Regions from separate parts of the Pan paniscus genome. Here region 2 is linked to region 1. A link is a contact called in public Hi-C data. All regions are on one chromosome and are shown on one strand. The core of a region is the stretch at or near the end of the contact, and the rest is flanking DNA. Distances in the headings are between cores, read along the strand shown.

Region 1 (4,535 bases), core at 1,526-4,025:
TGGCCAAATGGGGTAATCCATTTAGCCAGTTTGGTCCCTTGCATGTACTTTGTAAAAACTAGTGTTTTTATTTTAAAAATGATATTTACACATGATAACAAATACAGTTCATACAGCATACAGCAAAGTCTCCACCACTGTAGGTGTTTCCTTCATCCTTCTAAAATCAGCTACTTTTTTTTTTTTTTTTTTTTTTGGTGTATCCCTCCAGAAATAGTTGATGCATTATAAGTATATATGATCATGTATATAAGGAGAGGCATAATGTACATGCCTTTATATTACATCATTCTTAACTATTTTTGTTGCAACTAAGTAGGCCATGGAGCTCATTCTTGGATAGATTAAATTTCACAACTACATACTCCAAGGAATTGACTCAATTTTTGTTGGTTATATCAGAGGTGTTGAAACCACAGCAACTCCATCTTGAATAGGGGCTGGGTAAAATAAGGCTGAGACCTACTGGGCTGCATTCCCAGGAGGTTTGGCATTGTTACTCACAGGATGAGATAGCAGGTCGGCACAAAATATAGGTCACAATGACCTGATGATAAAACAGGATGCAGTAAAGAAGCCGGCCAAAAACCAAGATGGCGATGAAAGTGATGTCTGGTTGTCCTCACTCCTCGTTATACACTAATTATAATGTGTTAGCATGCTAAAAGACACTTTCACCAGCACCATGACAGTCTACAAATACCCATAGCAATGCCCAGAAGTTACCCTAAATAGTCTAAAAAGGGGAGGAACCCTCAGTTCCAGAAAATCCCTGCCCTCTCCTGGAAAACTCATAAATAATCCACCCCTTGTTTAGCATATAATCAAGAAATAACTGTAAGTATACTCAGTTGAGCAGCCCACAGCACTGCTGCCTATAGAGTAGCCATTCTTTTATTCCTTTACTTTGTTAATAAATTTGCTTCCACTTTACTCTGTGGACACGCCCTGAATTCTTTCTTGCATGAGGTCCAAGAACCTTCTTTTGGGGTCTGGATTGGGACCCCTTTCAGGTAACAGTTACATTATCATTTATATTAACTCATTATTTAATACATCAGTAAATAAATAATTTTTAAACCATGTGGGACATTGACTGTAACTTGCAAACATTTTAGTTGATACCATACCTCGTTTTACATAAGAGCTATATTTCTAAAAATATATATATATAAATATATATATCAAGTTTTTAAATGTACTTCAAATGTACCAGGGAGTTAGCTATTTAAAAGGATCCTGCAGCTAAGGATTTTCTGAAGAAAAAGTTCTCTTTGTAAAACAATCACCACCCCCCTGAAATTTCTGTTTTGTGTAAATTTAGACTTCAAATATAATGTTAGGTTTATTTAAAGTGGAAAATACTTGCAAATGTTTTCACTTAATAGAATGTGATCCATTTTAAAAAATTGAAAATATACTTTTCCAAGGAGAATTTTTTTTTTTTTTTTTGAGACGGAGTCTTGCTCTGTCACCCAAGCTGGAGTGCAGTCGTGCAATCTCAACTCACTGCAACCTCCGCCTCCCAGGCTCAAGCAATTCTCCCGCCTCACCCTCCTGAGTAGTCGGGATTACAGGCGAGCGCCACCACGCCTGACTAATTTTTTTTATTTTTAGTAGAGACGGTTTCACCATGTTGACCAGGCTGGTTTTGAACTGACCTCAAGTGATCCGCCTGCCTTGGCCTCCCAAAGTGCTAGGATTACAGGTGTGAGCCACTGCCCAGCCAGGAGAAGAATTCTAAAAGGAACACTTTTCATTGCATGGATTGACATAAGTAATTCAGATTCCCCAGTGATGACAACTGCTGTGTGCTTCCTGGTCTGTTGGAAGCCATGATTTTTACCTTTAGGAGCCCCAGGGCAGGATAAGAGATGTTTGGGAATTTTAATTCAAGTGGTTCCTGTTGAAAAGAAAAGAGGTTTTTAATTTACAGCATGTATTCAAATTAAGGTTACCTCAAATTAAATCTTTTGATAGAAACATTTTCCTGGCACCTTCCTCACGTCCTCCACCCTTTGCCCACCCAACCTCCTGCCCAAAACAGTCTCCCTTTGCCTTTTTCACAAGCTTTCTCTCCCCACCTCCAAATTGCTTTTCCAAATTTGCTTCCTAACTACTCCCTTAACTTCCTGCTCTGATACCAATGGAGATAGCAAATTATAAATAAAAATACTAATGAAAAAAAACTTTTCTGAGCAGTTTTTTTTTTGAGGGGGTGGGGGGCTCAATTTATATAACTTGCCTTTCCTGAGAATAATTTTTGGCATTTATAGTGTGATTTATAAAAAGGTAGCTGGCTGGGTGCGGTGGCTCATGCCTATAATCCACTCAGGCCAAGTCTGATGGCTTGAGCCCAGGAATTTGAGACCAGCCTGGGCAACATGATGAAACCCTGTCTCTCTAAAAAAAATACCAAAAAACTAGCCGGGGGTGGTGGTGTGCGCCTCTAGTACTAGCTACTTGGGAGGCTAAGGCGGGAGGATGGCGTGGGTTTGGGAGATTGAGGCTGCAGTAAGCCATAAATGTGCCACTGCACTCCAGCATGGGCGACAGAGCAAGACCCTGTCTCAAAAAAAAAAAAAAAAAAAAAAAAAAAAAAGCAGCTCTAATTCTAATTATATAAAGGGAGCTGCAAAATAGATGTTTTTCCCCTACCTAGGTGAACAGATGCTTCTTGATTTTCTGGAATAAACACTGTTGTCTCCTCCCACTAGGGCCTGCTGCTTCCCTTCTCAGCCTGCTGTTTAAACAGTCTCCTGTGGGGCATTCGTCAATCTCCTTTTGGCCGTATAAGGCGATTTTGCGCCAGTCACATGCTGGAGACAATCAGGAATAACACTATAAATGGGAGGAATGCCGAATGTCAGGCAGACAAACAGGCCAGTTAAAGAGACATACCACTGACAAAGGCTAATTGAGCAGAGAGGCTGAGAAAATAAGAGCCAGCCAAGCTGAGCAAAATAAGTGACTGCAGTGCATTGTGTGTATAAAAGTGGCAGTGTGTGAGCTGCCGACTGGAGTGACTGGCCAGGCTCATCTAATCAAACAGTCCTGGTGCTGCGGCCAACTTTCACAGTACAGTATTATTTTGGACAGGCAACCAGCTCCCAATAACCAATTCTGGATTGTACACATACTAATCATTGATAAGAGTAGGAGAGAAGAGCCTCTGTTTCAGAGTTCCCTATGTCAACAGGAGAAAAAAAAATCCTAAAGTAGGTTTGTATTGGCCCTTGACAGTAGCCCCTGTTGCACCCTCATACTTCCACTCATGCTCCATAGCTTAAATATTTCTCTTGTTCTTTCTGTCGGTTGAATCTGAGCATCACTGGGGTTTGACGTGCCATTGCTATATCATCGAGCTCTGCTGTCTCAGCAACAATGTCTGGATGAGGCCAACTGGTTGCCTGTGATACGCTGGAGCCCATCCTGTGAGCGTTTCACAGCCCCAGAAGCAAGCAGGCCTCCCTCTGTCAGGGTTACTGACAGGCAGAGGGACTGGGGCACAGATGTTCAACCAGTGCAGCCCCCGCACTGCCTGTTCCTGTGTTTCTGTCAACAGGAAATCTGCAGGACAATCTCTGGGAAACCATGGGAAGCTTCTTACATTTATGAAACCTGGGTTATTTCTGAGGCTTCACCAACAGACAAGTGAACAGGAAATCACTAGGGATATTTAGTGCACAACTGGGAATGTCCAGATCACAAGGAAGCCAGATGGGTCACCTCCCATATGTCAGGTGTCATTCCTGCCCCTCTGTCCCAGCAAGACCCACTTTGAATGCTAGTGCTACAGGAGGAAGAGGCAGTGGAGAAGCAGAAACCTTCATTGTGGGACAAGCCAAGAGGTTAGGGAACAAACAAAACACAAGTGGTAGAGACAGAACTTCCATCTGAAAACTGAAGGGTTTAGTGAGCAACTGGAGGGTTAGTTTCATTTTTAAGATACCTTCCTCAGTAGAAACTCAAGATTTCACAGACCTTAATTATGCTCTGAAATGTTTTTGATTACAATACAGGCTCATTAGAAGACATTCAAAAATATAAAAAATCATAAAGTTACCCCAAAATCCCACCCAAAAGAGATATCCACTCTTAGTATTTTGATATATATCCTTGCAGCCATTTATTTCACAAATGTAAAAAAAAAAAAAGCTTTGTGATTTCCCAGATGTTGTCACATTATTTTGTATTTATATATGTAAATACATGTATATATGCATTGTGTGCATATTACATTTTTATTAAAACTTTGTCAAATTATACATACTGGTTTTTTTGTTTGTTTTGTTTTTGTTTTTGTTTTGAGACAGAATCTGGCCCTGTTGCCCAGGCTGGAGTGTACTGACGTGATCTCGGCTCACTGCAACCTCTACCTCCCAAGGTCAAGCCGTCTTCCCACCTCAGCCTCCCAAGTAGCTGGGACTACAGGTGTGTGCCACCGTGCCTGGCTAATTTTTGTATTTTTAGTAGAGACAGGGTTTCATCATGTTGCCTAGGCTGGTCTCGAACTCCTGGGCTCAAGCGATCCA
Region 2 (4,623 bases), core at 920-3,419, 200 kb after region 1:
GAACTAAATTGAACTCGTCTAACACACAGTGAATCATAAGACAAAGATGACTAAAAAATGAGACTGAGAAAGGAAATAGGAATTTCAATTTTCTAAAGAGCATTCCACAAAATGGCTAATCCCTGGATAAACAACTAAGTTAACTACCTCTAATTTTACATAAAGAAGAAGAGGATTGTTACAAACATACACTTTGAGTTCGAAGGTATTCACAAGGTAAGAGCCAGAACCTTGCTCACAATTCATCACCTCAGTACCTCTACCAGTGCCTGGTACAGAAGACTCAAATGCTTGTTTAAGGAATAAAAAGCCTATCCATTACAGTCTATCTCAGTAGAATCAAACAGTGCTAGGGCTATAATACCACTACCTTGAAATGCTAATATTAATTGGGAGGAAATTAAAAGTAAGTAGAAAGAGGGGAACCACCTGTGCAAAACAACAACCTAACCCCAGAGGAATCTACTGGTTAATTACCCAAATGACACAAAACCACTTCAGCGATATGCAGAAGTGTTGTTTGGCACAATGTGATATATATCATGATCAAATCCAATAAACAACGCCGTTGCAAAAAGCAAAGGAATTTGCCCTTAATATTCATAGGCTGCACTAATGCTCCCTTTTTGGAACACACAACAAAAAGCATAAGGCAATCTCAATCTCTTTCCTCTGAACCATTCAAGAACTCAGCGGATTTGGGGAATTGGGTTTGCTTCTCTACAATGTTTTTTAAAATCCTAAATTAGGTGTAACTTACTCTCATCGTTTGTCTTAAGTAATACAAAACAGCACAATACAAAGACAGCAGCTCATATCCACTCTTGGTTATAGGATGTTATAAATCCCTGAAAGGAACCGCTAAAGTAAAACAAAACCCAGCAAGTTAATATCACATTTTTATCGCCAACCAAAAACAAACGATCAAACTTCCACCAGGAAAAGCATCTTTTTATATGGGATAATGCTTGCATACACGTCACCAATATTAGTTTGCTTACAGTTAAAGCTCAGAGACAGAGTTTCATATGGCTTTTTTAGTCAAACTCATCCATTGAAACAATTTTTTTTAAAAAAATGCAAATGTCTGAATGTCAATATTCTTTCCTGTCTATCTTCCATGAAGCATTTTTCCATGCTAACACTAGAGCATCCTTCGGTGTAATTCCACAGGCAGATTCAAATTCCCTTCAATACCATAAATAAGCCCTATTAAAAAGCCTTTAAACCACAAAAAAAGTGCAACAGCGGTTTGCAACTGTGTGGTTAGTTCTGCCTGTTGGTAGCGATTAGAACAAGCTATGAGTCGAGGGTGCTCAGAACCGAGTAAAAGGGACCCCGGCCGCTTTCTCCCCAAGAGGCAACAGTAAAAGCATCCTCCTCTCGCCCCAGTACTTCGCAGGAAAGTGGCCCCATTCCCGGGACGCAGTCGACCGCAGGAAAAAAGCACGGCCAGCCTCACTTACCTTATAGACGTCCCCGTAGGTGCCGCTGCCGACCCTCTGGACGAGCTCGTAGTCCTGCTGCGGGTTCCGCCTCAGGATGTCCGCGGCAGGCCGCAGCGGGGCCTCCATCTTCACTTAGGGCCCGGCCCCCGCCAGCTCACCCCGCGGCTCCCGGATTCCCGCTAACAAGCACGAACGGCGCCGCTTCCCAACATGGAGCCTCCGCCCGCAGCTCCGTCTGCACGAGGGACGAGCAAAGGCTGGTTGGCGTCGCAGGCTACGACCCCCAGCGGCCCGCGCCCTCGCGGCCCGGCCCCTTCCCTTCCGTCCCGCCAGGGGCCGTGGAAGAGAAAGGGGCCTGGAAGGGCCCCCGGCGCCCCGTATCCCCGTTCGGTCTGCGGCCCTTCCCCCTCCCCGGCCGCCCGCGAACTGCCCGACGAGGCCTCCCCGCCAGCCGGGGCCCAGGGCCGGCTCGGTACCTAATGGGGGCGGCCCCGTCTTTGTTGAGCGCGGAGCCCGGGACCTACTTCCTAGACCGCACCCGCGTCCTCCTCCCCCGCGCCGGCCGGCAGCTCCGGGTTTGCCGTCGCCGCCGCCGCCACTCAGCCGCTGCACGGCGCGTCCTCTCGGGGGCGGCGGAGGCGCGTACAGTCGCCGCCGCCGCCGCCGCCGCCGCACCACGTTCCCCACCCGGGGCTGCGTCACCGGGAGACACGTTCCCAGCCAGCATGGGTCGGCGCCCAGCGGCCCGCCCGAGCACTCCGGCCGCAGAACCAGAGTGCCGCCCTGAGGCCTGCTGAGAACACAACACCCTCCCGACCGCGCCACCGCGCCCCCCTAGCCGGGCGCGTCCTTGCAGGGCCTGGGCTGTCTCCCTCCCACTCTCAGAAATAAGGCACACCCCTGGGCATTCGTGGGCCAACGGGCCTTGGCTAAACCGTCCCCACATTTGTCAGGTAGGCCTGTAGGGTGACGGGTAGAGGAAGAAGGGCGATGGGAACGTAGCCCTCCAAGTTAAACACGGAAAAGGTACGTTAAGGGCACCGGGCCAGAAGTAACCTGGCAGCGGGGCGCCGGGGAAGGAGGTGGGGGAGTGCCAGGTTAACTAAGTCCCGGCACACCCTACTGCACCTTCCTGTTTTGCAAACCATTCCCGGTGGTACCAGTTTGAGGCTGCACTGCACACCTGCACAACCTGCCTTCTACTTAGTTCTTCTGAGACAATTCTGAAAGTCTGAATTCCTAGGACTGCTCAATGACCTTTGTCCCTGTTGGGCACACGCAGTGTCTCATCGCTGGTATTGCACCTTTAATGAGATCAGGAGTTCCGCAAAAGTAAAACAAAGGGGTCACAGACTGGTTCTGGTTCTACCACTTCCTCAGTATGTGCTCTGGGACAAAACAGCATATTTGGCAACATCTCGGTGTCCTTATCTGCAGCTTGAAGAGGGTAAGATTTTGCATCTGACACCCAGGAAAGTGTTTATAAAGCGTTTTACAGGATTGTAAAGGGGGTTATCGAATATAAGAGGTCTTAAAATACTTAACAATGCACAGCATATATGGAACAGGAGTTCGGGGAAGTAATTTGGCTGATATTTCACAAGCTGTTTTGCAGTTTCAGTTCCAGTCTTGCTCTGAAGGTAGAAATTAAGTTGCCAGTGTTACATTATACTGGCTAAGTTATTTCTAGAGCCTCATAGAGAATTTGAACAGAAAAGCCAGATAACACTCAGCCACTGCATTTAGTGACTGAAACATCATAAAAGAGCAAGTTGGAGATGTTGGCATGTGGCTTTGAACACCCAATTTTTAATTCTGTTCTTGAGAATTAAAATACTCCTTATTGTTGATAATTGTATAATGTATAATAAGGAGTAATTGACAATACTCTTTATTGTTGATAATTGTATAATGTAGAAATTAAATTCGCACCTTAACAGGACAGGGCATATATGTATTTTCTTGTGCTCCACACACAAAGGGCACTTATTTGGGGAACATAAGTAAGCCCAGACTTACATGCTCCATGGACAAAGCCTATGTGTTTGCTGCATTGAAAAAATTGTTGAAGAACAGTTCCTTCTTTCAAAGATTCTTGGCACTTGTTTTGGTGGGCACATACTTTTGGCTTCGATGACTCAAAATCTCTTCAAATGTTCTATTGGTATCTTAGCACTTGTTTACTGTCATAGATTCATTTGAGATTTTTTTCCTCTGGCCATATAAGCACTGATCCTTGATCTAGTCTGAAATATATTTATTCTTACATGTTTACACTTGTGTTACTCCAGGGAATTTCAGGCAGCACACAGAAAACACTTACTATAAAACAAGATAAAAATAAGTGGGCAAACTAGTATGAAGTTAAAGAGAAGGAAAATACGAAACCAGAACAGTGTGACAACTCGGCCAACCAGAGGATTTTATAGTGTTTTTGAGATCAAGAGTAACCAATTGATCAAGAAGAGGCATATATTTTCCTAATGCAAAGACTTCCAAAAATTTTATTTAATGAGCCTTCTTCATAAAGTAGAAACTGAATGCCCAGTTTGAGACGAGGACAAATATCCTGACAATCCTTTAAGCATGTTATTCTTGAAATACAGCATTTAAAATGAATTAGGCAGTGAAATGTTTGAGGTCATAGGCTTCAACAAGACCCTGGAGTGCAGATATTTTATGTTGCCAGTAATGGCAGATCCATATGCTTTGACCATCAACCTAGAGGCAGATAGCATGGAAAAAGTCAAGACTCTATGTGGTGGTTAAAAAGTCAAGACTCTGTATATCTGCTATAATCATTATTTTACTTGTACTGCAATTCATGCAAAGAGGAAAACATTTGTTTTATACTAACTCCAAAAGAATCTTAAGGATTTTTAAAATACTGGTTGAGTTAATTTTAACAAGATCAGTGAAGTGGGTTGCTTTGTAAAGAAATGCAAATTCAATTTACTTAAATACACACTGAGTAAATTTAATTTTACATCCTAGACAATTAAGCAAACAATTTCAAGGTTGAAGTTTATGTAATAATATGTTAGTTATGTCATGGTAACTGACCAGAGAGTTTCTTACAAACCACCCAATTTCATATGACAAGGTATGGAATAAGAATAAATATGGCTTGATAGGTCCTTAATTCCAACCTAATTGTCATGCATTCTTAGTATCT

Evidence for each region. Hi-C and Micro-C count contacts between places; a contact is called where the count stands out from the background.
Region 2: a contact with region 1 is called in a Hi-C map of fibroblasts, with 5 times the contacts expected there. The contact joins the promoter of MAP4K5 here to the enhancer-like site in region 1. A contact is called at or near these places in 2 of 3 Hi-C or Micro-C datasets (fibroblasts and induced pluripotent stem cells).

The regions. Positions count from the first base shown.
Region 1 is chr15:51,472,031-51,476,565 of NHGRI_mPanPan1-v2.0_pri, forward strand. CDKL1 (cyclin dependent kinase like 1) reads right to left here. Exons shown (of 9, transcript XM_034937526.3): 7 at 1,847-1,903. Among named protein-coding and RNA genes, the nearest start is that of DMAC2L, 23 kb to the left of the region's middle. Within about 2 kb of position 2,776, at least 1 of the 2 cell types and tissues checked has open chromatin away from gene starts, as enhancers often do.
Region 2 is chr15:51,669,493-51,674,115 of NHGRI_mPanPan1-v2.0_pri, forward strand. MAP4K5 (mitogen-activated protein kinase kinase kinase kinase 5) reads right to left here and starts at 2,170. Exons shown (of 32, transcript XM_055097565.2): 1 at 1,973-2,170; 2 at 1,467-1,683. The coding sequence starts at 1,574. It overlaps ATL1 (atlastin GTPase 1), which reads left to right and starts at 2,074. Exons shown (of 15, transcript XM_034937522.2): 1 at 2,074-2,401.